Regions from separate parts of the Mus musculus genome. Here regions 1 and 3 are each linked to region 2. A link is a contact called in public promoter capture Hi-C data. All regions are on one chromosome and are shown on one strand. The core of a region is the stretch at or near the end of the contact, and the rest is flanking DNA. Distances in the headings are between cores, read along the strand shown.

Region 1 (3,619 bases), core at 274-2,773, 580 kb after region 2:
TGATGAGCCATTTTACTGGCCCTATTATTTATTTGGAGACAGGGTTTCTATAACTCTGGTTGTCCTGGAACTCACTCTATATCCAGCTTACCTTCAACATCCAGAGACCCACCTGACTCTTGATTGTTGGGATAAAGGTAGCCACCATATCAGGCTCCAATTTATTTTTGAGACAGTTTTATATTGTAACCTCAGGATTCCTTCAAGCCATGTATGAACACTTGAGCCATTCTGCCCAGTTTTTTTTTTTGGGGGGGGGGCGGTTTCAAGACAGGGTTTCTCTGTGTAGCCCTGGCTGTCCTGGAACTCACTCTGTAGACCAGGTTGGCCTCGAACTCAGAAATCCACCTGCCTCTGCCTCCGAGTGCTGGGCTTACAGGCATGCACCACCAATGCCCAGCTTCTGCCCAGTTTTTAAGTTTTGAAACAAGTCTCTTGTAGCCCAGGCTGGCAAGCACCTCTCGGGCATAAACTACAAGGCTCTATCTTCATTTTCAAGATATGAAACTATAATTCAAGGTGACACAAGATCACGTTGCTGGGGAGGGAGGGAACCAGGATTTGAGCCTGGGTTAACAGAACTCCAAAATCCTGTTTCAGATGACTAAAACCCTGTTCATTCCCTCAGAAGGGAGCAGCAGACTCATTCCTACAAGCTACACATAGGTCAGAGTGATGTCACCATCTCTGCGGGGCTGATTCATCAGCCTGGGTTTATTTAGGAGGCGCCTCTGGGGGAGGGGTCTCCTGGTGGGGTCTTGAAGAAACTATCAAACCAGGCGTTGGAAGCAGAGGTTTTCCTCTGTGTCGGTTTCTAGGTCCTTTCAGCAAGAGCCCAGCCATTCTAAAAGTTGAAGAGACAGAGCCCCGGAAGGATCTATGATCCCCTAGTTTACACGGAGAGAGGGAACCAGAAAGGACCAACTTGGTTGTGGGGTCCCCAGCCTGTCATACTACATAGCTCTCTGGCCTGGTGGTAGTAAAGGTGTTTGGATCCCCTAGGCAGGCCGTGGGGGGAGGGGCGGGCGTTCGAAGTGTTGTAGCGCGGTGGGGTATGGAAGAAAGCTGGTGGCCATCTGGAGGTCTGGGATCTGTGGGGAAAGTGCCTCGACTTTCAGACCAGTCGTGGGTGTGGTTCAGAGAAGTCAGTGAGGAGAATCTGAAGGTTCCTAAGGGTGAGCTTGAGGCAGGCTAGCAGCAAAGCCAGAGTGTCCCACCTCTTGGGGTAGGAGGGCCTGGGGAGACTGCGGGGTGGCGTTGGGGAGGGGCTAGCCAGCGAGGAGTTGTCCCTTCTTCCAGGAGGGGCTCCCCAAGGGAAGGGTTGACTCGATCTGGAGGAGAGGGGCTATGTGGGGCGTCCGCCCTTCCGGGGAAGGGGCTCGACGGCGGGGGCGGGGCCGCAGGGTGGGGCCCCATCCTCCTCGCGCTCCCCCGCGACGCGGGCGGGCAGGGGCGGGGACGGAGGCGGTGGGCGCCCGCGGCCGGCCCACAATGAGGACAGCGGGCCGCGGTGAGTAAGCGGCGGCCGCCCGGGCCGGGCCACGCGGGGCGGAGGCTTCGCGGGCAGGTCGGGGCAGGCTGGCCGGGCGGGGTCGGGAGCCGAGTCCGCAGCCCTAGCCGCGCCAGAGCGGAGCGAAGACACCGAGGCCCCGCCCCGGCCGCCGGTGGCGCCCCGACCTCCGAGCCGCGCCGCAGACACAGCCGGAAACTGGCCCTGCCGGAGCGCAAGCGGCAGCCCAGTGCCACCTGACCCCGAGTCGGAGCCACACGAACCGGAGCCCAAGTCCGAGCCCCAGTCCGGGCCGTCTCCGAGCCGGGCCTGCCATGGCGGGGCCGCGGGGCGCTCTCCTGGCCTGGTGTCGCCGCCAGTGCGAGGGCTACCGCGGCGTGGACATCCGCGACCTGAGCAGCTCCTTCCGGGACGGCCTGGCTTTCTGCGCCATCCTGCACCGGCACCGGCCCGACCTGCTGTGAGTGCCCGGGGTGCGCGAGCGAGCACGCGGGGCTGGGGACCGCCGCTCCCCTCAATGACGCGGTGGCACGCGCCGCCCTGAGAGGTCCGGGACCTCACACCCGCCGCTTCTGAACGCGGAGCAGGGCCACCCGAGACCCCAAGACCGTGCACCCCCTCCCCCACCTCGGGCCACTGGTGTCAGGCTCTGACCTCTAAGAGGGAACTCTGACCCGTCCTTCGGGACGTCGTTACTCTAGGCTCCAGCAGAAATACTGAGCCTCGCTTCCTCCATTGGCGTCAGAGCATAGTAACCCCAAACTTGACTGTAGGAGATGAGAATATGCCACTCCCCCAGTTAGGCTTCCTTTAAGTTCGAGCTGGTCCCCGGGTGCTCTGGGAGGCTGACTTCTTTCTAATAGAAATTTACATCTTTGTAAGGGCACCTACCGGAAAGGGTCTTCAGAAAGAATGCGGCCCCAGATCACTTCCTACCTGGGAGAAGCTGCCGGGCTTCGGCTTTACTCACTTCCCCATCCTTCCCTCCCCTAGAAGACAAACCCCATTCCTTTCTATAGATAAGCGGCTATCATCCGGCACAGCAAGTCCCATATTTTGTGGGACTTCCGTGGGAATGTAGGTCATTAGTTTTAATTCTCTCTTCAGCTAGTTTGCCATTTACATTTAAGGCGCAAAGAACCTAGAGGGATGGAGGAGAAAGCTTTTGTAAGGCACTTTGGGCAGATACTCTGTAGGGCACTAACCCCGTTTCTGGCACAGGGTTCCTAGCTAAATGGCTGTCAGGTGACTGCGGGTACACTACTTCCCCAAACCACCTCGATAGGAATCTGTCTAGGTGTATGGTCCCGCGGCTCTGCTGGTTACAGTGGGGAACAAAGATGGAGCAGAAATTAGGAGCCAGGCAGGGGAGGTCTCTAGTGCAGCTGACAACTGCCAATCTGAAGCTTCCGGCTGGAATGTGGATCCCTCCTACCTGAGCTTCTCAGAAGGGTCTCCCCGGAAAATATAATCAGACCCACAGGACAACCAACCGAGGCGGCCTTCTACTCAGCTTTCTTCCCTTAGCCCTGGGATCTCTTTCTTTCATTCGTTCATTTAATGTGTTCATAAAGCCGAGAGTGGCAGTTCATCTGGTGCCCGTCTTTCTCCTGCTCCAGGTTTCAGTAGCCAATCTCATAACTAGAACAGTTGGTCCTGTTTTGTTGACAGACTCCTGGGAGGGCTTCTCCAGCTTCCAGAACCTTCTCTCTCTCCCCTCTCAGGCTTATGTCTTATGTTTCCATAAGACAGGGTGTGGGAGGGCCCTGAAAGGATTGCCCAACTCTAACTTGCTTTGCTGTCTTCAGTGGTACAAGTGTCCCAGGGCCTTGGAAGATAGGGTTTTAGGCCTGTGGATGCAGAAGGGAGCTGGGTTTTAGAGCTATGGGACCCTGTGCTAACAGACTAGGGTAGTAGTGGGGCTTGGACCTTGGACTTACAGGAATGGAGGAGGAGGATGCTGGACTTGACCCTGCCTTGGAGCTGAGGCTCTGCTCTCACCTGCTTTTGTTGGGGGCTAACCCTGGGGGGGTGGTGTCAGGATGAGGCTCAAGGGAGGGGAGTTGGTGTCAGGCTGCTTGGTGCTGAACCCCAGGCTCTAAGTGCTAG
Region 2 (3,508 bases), core at 471-2,970:
GGTCTCCCTCTTGAAGAACAAGGTGTCCCCTTTAGTACAGCATAAGGCTTATTAGCAGGGCTCATCCTTCTGGCATCTCTGTGTTGTTAACAACCCACTCTTGCCCAGGGGCCAAGTGATTCGAAGGTGGTTGTGTCAATCATGACAGGCCTACCAATCAGCCACTGAGGTGGTAAATTGAAATTAAGGGGGGTGAACAGAAAGCACCTGGACATTGAAAGGAATCAGAAATGGGAATGTTCCATCTCGGGCCTTGAATATGATGAGGTCTCCAGTTTCCAGACTAGGGCAGGAAGTAGGCCGGACACCAGAGGAGCTGGCTCGGTGGGCCGGAAGCCTGCAGTGGGCCCTTTGAGGTGGTGACAGGCTCGGGGGCTGGCACTACCCGATGATCACAGATCAGAAACTGCTATTGAAACCAGACTGGTTTTTACACCTCTTGGCGTCTCTTTGTTTATTTCCTTTTTGTTCCTCTTAACATTTAGTACAAATTCAAAAATATTTTTCTGTGGTTAATACAGGCTGAGAAGGTAAAATGATTACTTCTTGAAAGGCTATGAAGAGGGACTATGTTTTAAAGGGACAGAAGCTCAGAGCCTTCTCTCTAGGGATTGGGGTGACAACAGGAGGTGTCTTCATAGACACCCCCTTTCTGGAATGATCATACTGCTGGGGCCTGCTAGTTCTGCTCCACAGGCAGGGAATTCCCTCAGAGACCAACTCCACGCCTATTCTCAACTACAGGTCGCAGCAACACCCCCCCCCCACACACACACACACATACTTTATTCTGACCATAGATGTGCCCACCCTGTGAAGGAAATCCGAATAACTCACAAACACGTGACCTGGTGGTCATGTGACCTAGTGATTGCAGCTTAGCCCCTCTTTCATTCACACAAGCCGCCAACATGTCTTCCTTGCCAGGCAATATGGGCGACTTACACTCGGGGGAAACTGCCCAGTTTGTCAAAGACTTCAAAGTGCCCATTCCTTCCTCTTCCTGTATAGACCTCACTCTAGAGTCTATGGCTTGAAAGGCAAAGAACTTCCGGAGAGTCAGCATGGTTTGGAGACATTTTTGTTTCCTACCGGTCTGGTCCCTTGGGAGTCAGATGCTCAGAGACACAGAACTGGAGCTTTGGGGCAGGAAGCAGGAAGCAGGGCCCTCTCCCTAGAAACAGGACTAACTGCAGCTGGGATCCCTGGCTGGGTGCTAGGAGAGGGGCCAGGCAGTACCAAGTGTGGGGGTCACACCAACCATAGAGGGGTCTTGCCGGTCCCCACCACCTCACCTAAAATGCCAGAGCCTCTTGGTGGGAGGCTGGGCTACCGACCTTATCATCCAGATGGGCGGGGCTTAGTGGCTGGGGGTGGGTGGGTGGTGAGGAAGTCCCTGCAGGGGCAGGTAAACACCAGAAGCAGTGCAGGGTGGCCAGCAGTGCAGGGTGGCAGATCTTCCAAATGAGCTGGCTAGGCGAGAGGGAAAGAGCTATGTGCTTGCCAGAAAGAGGGGAACAGAGGAATCTCAGACTGTGACCCCAACCCCCATCCCAGTCAGAAGAAGAGAGGCCACCAGCCACTCACCCTCATCCTGCGGCCTCAAGCTCAACTCACAGACCCCGGACGGCCTCTGGCTCCTTGGCCCATGTCTGTGATGATAACTTGTTGCAGGCCCGACCCCTAGGCCTACGACTGAGCTAGGAGGGCGGAGGGATGGAGGGAGGGAGGGAGGGAGGAGGGAGCACGCTGAGCTGGCTTCCCAGTCCCCTCCTCCTGCTCCCGCCCCTCCAGCCTGGGGCTCTGCCTCGGAGGTACTGGGAGACTTGGATCTTTAACATCCTTGGGCATCTGTGGCCCTGGCCCAGCGCTGGGGACCTGTTTGAGTCAAATGCCCTGGGAGTTAGACAGGACGAGCATCAAGAGCCTAGAAAGACTCCGCCTGGAAATTGGAGGCTGCACGAGAGGGGGCGGGGCTCTGCATTACTCAGGAAAAGGGAGGCAGCCCGGATCTAGTCTGAGCCCAAGAGCCATCTGCCAAGAGCTACAGAGACTGAGTGGCATGAGCCACTGGTACCCATCCTCCATAGGTATAAATCCTGGTCCTAACACCCAGCAACATGGTCGAGCATTGCCTCTCCTGCCGGAGGTGTTCAGGGATTCTGCCCCTACCATTCATGCTGGACCAAAGATGGCTTATTCCTTCTTCCCCACCTGGAATCCTGCCTTCACTGACTCTCCTAAAGCCAGCTCCCTTACAGAAGTATAACCCCCAACATGTTCAAGGTGGAGCTGGGGGAGGCAGCCTGTGTGCCCTGGGACTAGGCAAAACCCTGCCTCAGTTTCCTCCTGGGCAAACTGGGGAATGTTTAGCAAAGACCACCGCCCTGGCTCCTAGCCCTGGTTTCCTGGAGGTCGGAAACCCTGTGCAATTCCTGTAAAATGTCCCTCACCCTTGGCGACCTGTTATTTCAGTTTTGCTGGATACCTCCTTGCCTGAGCTAGGTTTCACCTCTCTGGGGAACCTTGGTCCTCAAAAGTATTTAGATTTATTATTCCTAGCCCCACCTCCAGCCTCTCTCCAGGTTAGCAGCTAGAGGGTCTTGGCAGTGGTATTACTCTCTAGCCCACTGCTTAGGGGATAGATTTAGGTCTGGGACTTCAATAAAAAATAAAAAAGTATACCAGCCCTATTTCTTAGGGTCCTTGACAGGGCTGTCTCTGGGTTCAGGCTTCCTGGGCATTTAGGCAGACAATCCAACAGCAAGACTAGGCCTGGAACGAGCCTCAGAGATGATCTAATCCCATCCCTTAATCAGGGACATTGTGGCCCAGGGAGATCAAGCCTTTGGTACAAGGTCACATAGCAGAGCGAAATCCAAGTTGAGAGGACGCCAGATTCTTCTAGTCTGGTGCTGCCTCCCAAAATGACTTGGAGTTCTCAGGTCCAGTCAGGAATACATTGGCAGAAGAAAGCAGAGAGGGGGATGATAGCCCTATAAGGGCCACCACAAAGCTCACACTGGCATGGCTCTGTGTGGCCCTGCCGGAGCAGCATTCTTGAGGCACAGAGCCAGACCTGCAGAGAGGCTACCCGCTTCAAGCTGCAGCCACCAGAGCAAAGGGCTGAGTCAGCGGCCCCGGGGGTGGGAACAGCACCAGGCAGTCTCAGATCTCTGGGAAGAAGGCCGGGAAGATGGATGAAAGAAAAGATGGACGGTCAGGGAGAAGCAGGCGAAGGGCACAGTAGTGCAGAAGGCTGTGTGCCTAGCACTGTGCACCCCACTACACTCCGCACCGAACTATACAGGGACAAGGCTGCTCATCCGGCCCTAGCAAACCAGAGGCTGCCGGCTACTGACCTCAGACACGAGGGCGTCCAGGCACATCAGGTAGACTTGAGACATGAAGTCCAGCTCTGGAGTAACAGACAGACTATGGCTCTGTCCCATGTCTTCTTTCTAACTTCATGACATTGGGTAAGTCCCTAATTCCCCGAGTCTTTGGA
Region 3 (3,331 bases), core at 799-3,298, 600 kb before region 2:
GGTGGAGGCAGGAGGAGATAAGTTCAAGTCTGACCTAGGCTAAATGGCAAGACTCTATCTCAACCCCTATCCCCTACCCCAAAACTCCCATTCAGAAATGTCAATCAATTAATAAATCTATACCTAAAAAGCCAGCCTGCAAGGCCTTATCTCAGATGACAAGGACACGCACTGGCCTGGTCAAGGCAACGAGGTGAGTCAGAGAAAGGACCAGGAAGAAAACAAAAGAATCGGTGAGACTTGTCCAGAAAACCTGATGGCAATCGGGTTCTTGGCTTTTTGGTTGAATCTGGTGTAAAGGTCTGGAAATGAAGACCAGGCCACAAGGCAGGCATTTATATATCTCTAAAACACACCCCTGCGGTACTGAGAAGATACACCTCCTGCCCACCCCATCCGTACTTGGGGACGGCTATGGTGGCACTGATAATGTTTTGCCCAGTCCTTCCCACAGTTTTAGTGGGTTTCGATGTTAAAATACGATGTTGTTCCACACTGGAGCAGACTCTGAGCTTTTCGGGCACTGAGATACAGGACGTAGGCATGAGGCAGCATGTCTCCTAGTGTGCTAGGAAGACCATCAATCTGTCTCCTACCATACTGCATACTTAAGGACAGGCACAGGGTCTCAAAAGTCTTCATAATGAGTGTATGTAGATAAGCATTACACATGGTAGAGAGCCATAGTGAGCCCTCAATAAATACTTAAGTAAGACCCTCCATCTCTTACTGTCCCCAGTACTCACTGTGCATGAAAGTCCACAACAACTGGTGTCTCACTGTTGACAACTCTGTCTTGAAAGTCAGGTCCATCCTGGACGTTAAAGGTCGTCAAACAGACTCTGGTGGTGTGTACTGTCCGGGCTGGGCTGGGCATTACTGTTAGACCACCAGCATTGTACTGAGGGGTCTGCAGGGTCTTAGAGGTGAGGGAAGCCCACACACCCTGAGGAGGCTTCCTGGAGATGACTGAGGTCAGGAACCTCCCCAGGAGGAGCCGCTGAGCCATCTGTGGGAGCAAGAGGCAGGAAGAGCTGGGGCCATGCAATAGGAAGTCAACACACTAGGAAAACAAAGAATTCTGGAATAATGAGGTGTTGGGAACATACAGAATTGGAAGCAAGATGCATGGAAATACTGTAATATATGATTTTCAAAGGCCAGGTGTGGTGGGGCCCACCTGTCAATCCTCCTCCTGGGAGGCGAGGCAGGTGATATAAGGCAAGGTCAGTTTGGGCTAGACAATAAAACCTGGTCTCTAAAACCTCCCCACGACAACAAAAAAAAAATATCTAGAGGTGAGTAAGGAGTCAGCATCACTGAATAGACGTTAAGTTAGAAGGGCAGAAAAACTGGGTTGACAGCCAAAAAGAAATCAAGGCTGAGGTGGAATTATAAAAGGTCAATGGAGGGAGGGACAAGGCTCAAGTGCCTTACATCACTGTGTATAGCCCAATGCCCCCCCCCCCCACACACACACACATCACTGGCTCTCTCTGATCAACTCTGAAGAAACCTTATAATACCGTCCATACTCAGGGCAACAGGTAGGTTAAGTGCCATGCCCAACGTAGGCCAGTTTTTAAAGTACAGCTAATTGGAACCCAAGGCCGTCTGTAAAATTTTTATCAGTCATTCTTTTAAAAAAGTGTTTTTATGGGAAATTAAGGAAAGGGAAGCTGTCGAAGAATGAGCGAAGAAGACTCCCAACTACGGAAGGAGGAACTGAGAGGCGTAGGAACCGGCCATGGGGTACCAAAGTGAAGCGGGTGGCATGTGTACGGAGGGAAGCCCAAAGAATGGACACGTGTTGGGGAGGGTGGGGGACAGGGAGACTGGGAGCACAGGACGTGCAGCTGCCAAGGCCACCTCCTCCCTCTAGGGGCATCCCCCTGCCGATCGCCTTCCTGCAGAGAAGCGCGCCGCCAGCCCGGCTCAGCCCACCCCGCAAGGGCTCCTACCTCCCGGCAGTGCGAGCAGAGGGATGCAGAGCCCAGCCGGCCTGCCCGTCAAGGGCACTCCTGTTGTCACTTCCTCAGGGGCAGGTCTAGCGTCATTTCCGGGAAAGACTATGCGGACGACGTTTCTCTGCAACTTGGGGGCGGCTCGGTTTTTTTCACCAATGAGGAGGACGGAAAAATGTAGGGCTGAAGGGGCGCGACCGGAAGGAATGGGATCGTGGAGGAGGGACCGGAAAATGTGTGGGACCAGTGAGGGAGGAGATGGGTGAGAGGGCGGGAAGGAAGGAGTGGCTTTGGAACAAGCTCCTGCTGTGTTGCGCCTCTTGGCATTGCCCACCCTTGGATCTGAGCTCTGGAAAGGGCTGGAAGGCTGTGTTCACTTTAATGCCGAGGAAGCTCTGTTCTCGACAGAAGCTTAGTGTTAAAAGGAAGAGATTCCCGGGCTGGGGTTATGGCTCAATTGGATTCCTGTCTAGCACACCCAAAGCCTGGCTTCTCAATACCAAGTAAACTGGGTGTGATGGCACACACCTAATCCCAGGACCCCGGAGGGCTCAGGAGTTCAAAGTCATCCTCGATACTTAGGAACTACGTGAGATCCGGTCGTGTGTGTGGTGTGTGTGTGTGTACACATGTCGCATTAAGGGGTTATTCTGCCGTTTTTGATTCTTTTCTGCCCAACCTAACTTCTTATGATTGAGCAAGTCCCTCTGCCCCTAAGGGCTGGCGGTACTTCTAAAGCCCTTACCTTTTGTACTGTCATGTCTTACTTTTTGGAACTGTCAAGGAAGCACTATCCAAGGTAAAGTGTAGGGCTTTCTCTCCATTCCCACTGGCATGAGTGACTGAGGTGTAAGTCCCTCATTTATGCATATTGTAACCAGTATTCCAGCCCCTTACGATCGGGGAACACGTTGCTGTCCACCTTCCCTTCCATACCTTTGCTCACTTTGAACTTTGTCTCTGGGTACTTAGAACACCTGCTCACCTTATCTTCTCTGAATAGTACTGCTTTCTTCTCACTAGCGCCTGCTTTATAATCCTCCAGAACACATGGACAACGTCTCTTTCTGAGAGTAGGGACTTGTGGTTGTCTCATCTGCATATACTTAGCGCCAACCTGGTACAATGCCCAGCACAGAGAGGCTGTTCAATAGACACTAAGTTGAGAATCTTTGCGCACCTCAGCAAGTGGTTTCTGTCAGAGGGGTTATGTGATGTGTCCCAGCAGATGGACTCCATCTACCACCCTATTTTAACCCACTCTCTCAATAATTAGTGGTTTGCTGAGGCGTCTTTGTGTTCTACATCTGCAGTTGTGCCTGGAAGGCTCTCCCAGAGCTCTCTGAGAAAAGTGCTACTAGGTACTA

The links. Promoter capture Hi-C pulls out the DNA fragments that hold promoters and counts their contacts.
Region 1: a promoter capture Hi-C map of pre-B cells shows a contact between it and region 2, with 2.5 times the contacts expected there. The contact joins the promoter of Micall1 here to the promoter of C1qtnf6 in region 2. A contact is called at or near these places in 1 of 39 promoter capture datasets (pre-B cells) and 1 of 115 datasets of contacts at active chromatin or transcription factors (bone marrow-derived macrophages).
Region 3: a promoter capture Hi-C map of liver shows a contact between it and region 2, with 4 times the contacts expected there. The contact joins the promoter of Txn2 here to the promoter of C1qtnf6 in region 2. A contact is called at or near these places in 12 of 39 promoter capture datasets (the 3T3-L1 cell line, 3T3-L1-derived adipocytes, the C10 cell line and 6 more), 1 of 484 Hi-C or Micro-C datasets (cortical neurons) and 2 of 115 datasets of contacts at active chromatin or transcription factors (bone marrow-derived macrophages and pancreatic cancer cells).

The regions. Positions count from the first base shown.
Region 1 is chr15:79,107,460-79,111,078 of GRCm38.p6, forward strand. It overlaps Micall1 (microtubule associated monooxygenase, calponin and LIM domain containing -like 1), which reads left to right and starts at 1,524. Exons shown (of 16, transcript NM_177461.1): 1 at 1,524-1,970. The coding sequence starts at 1,825.
Region 2 is chr15:78,527,931-78,531,438 of GRCm38.p6, forward strand. C1qtnf6 (C1q and tumor necrosis factor related protein 6) reads right to left here and starts at 1,721. Exons shown (of 3, transcript NM_028331.5): 1 at 1,588-1,721. The coding sequence starts at 1,593.
Region 3 is chr15:77,926,946-77,930,276 of GRCm38.p6, forward strand. It overlaps Txn2 (thioredoxin 2), which reads right to left and starts at 2,049. Exons shown (of 4, transcript NM_019913.5): 1 at 1,962-2,049; 2 at 747-1,009. The coding sequence starts at 1,009.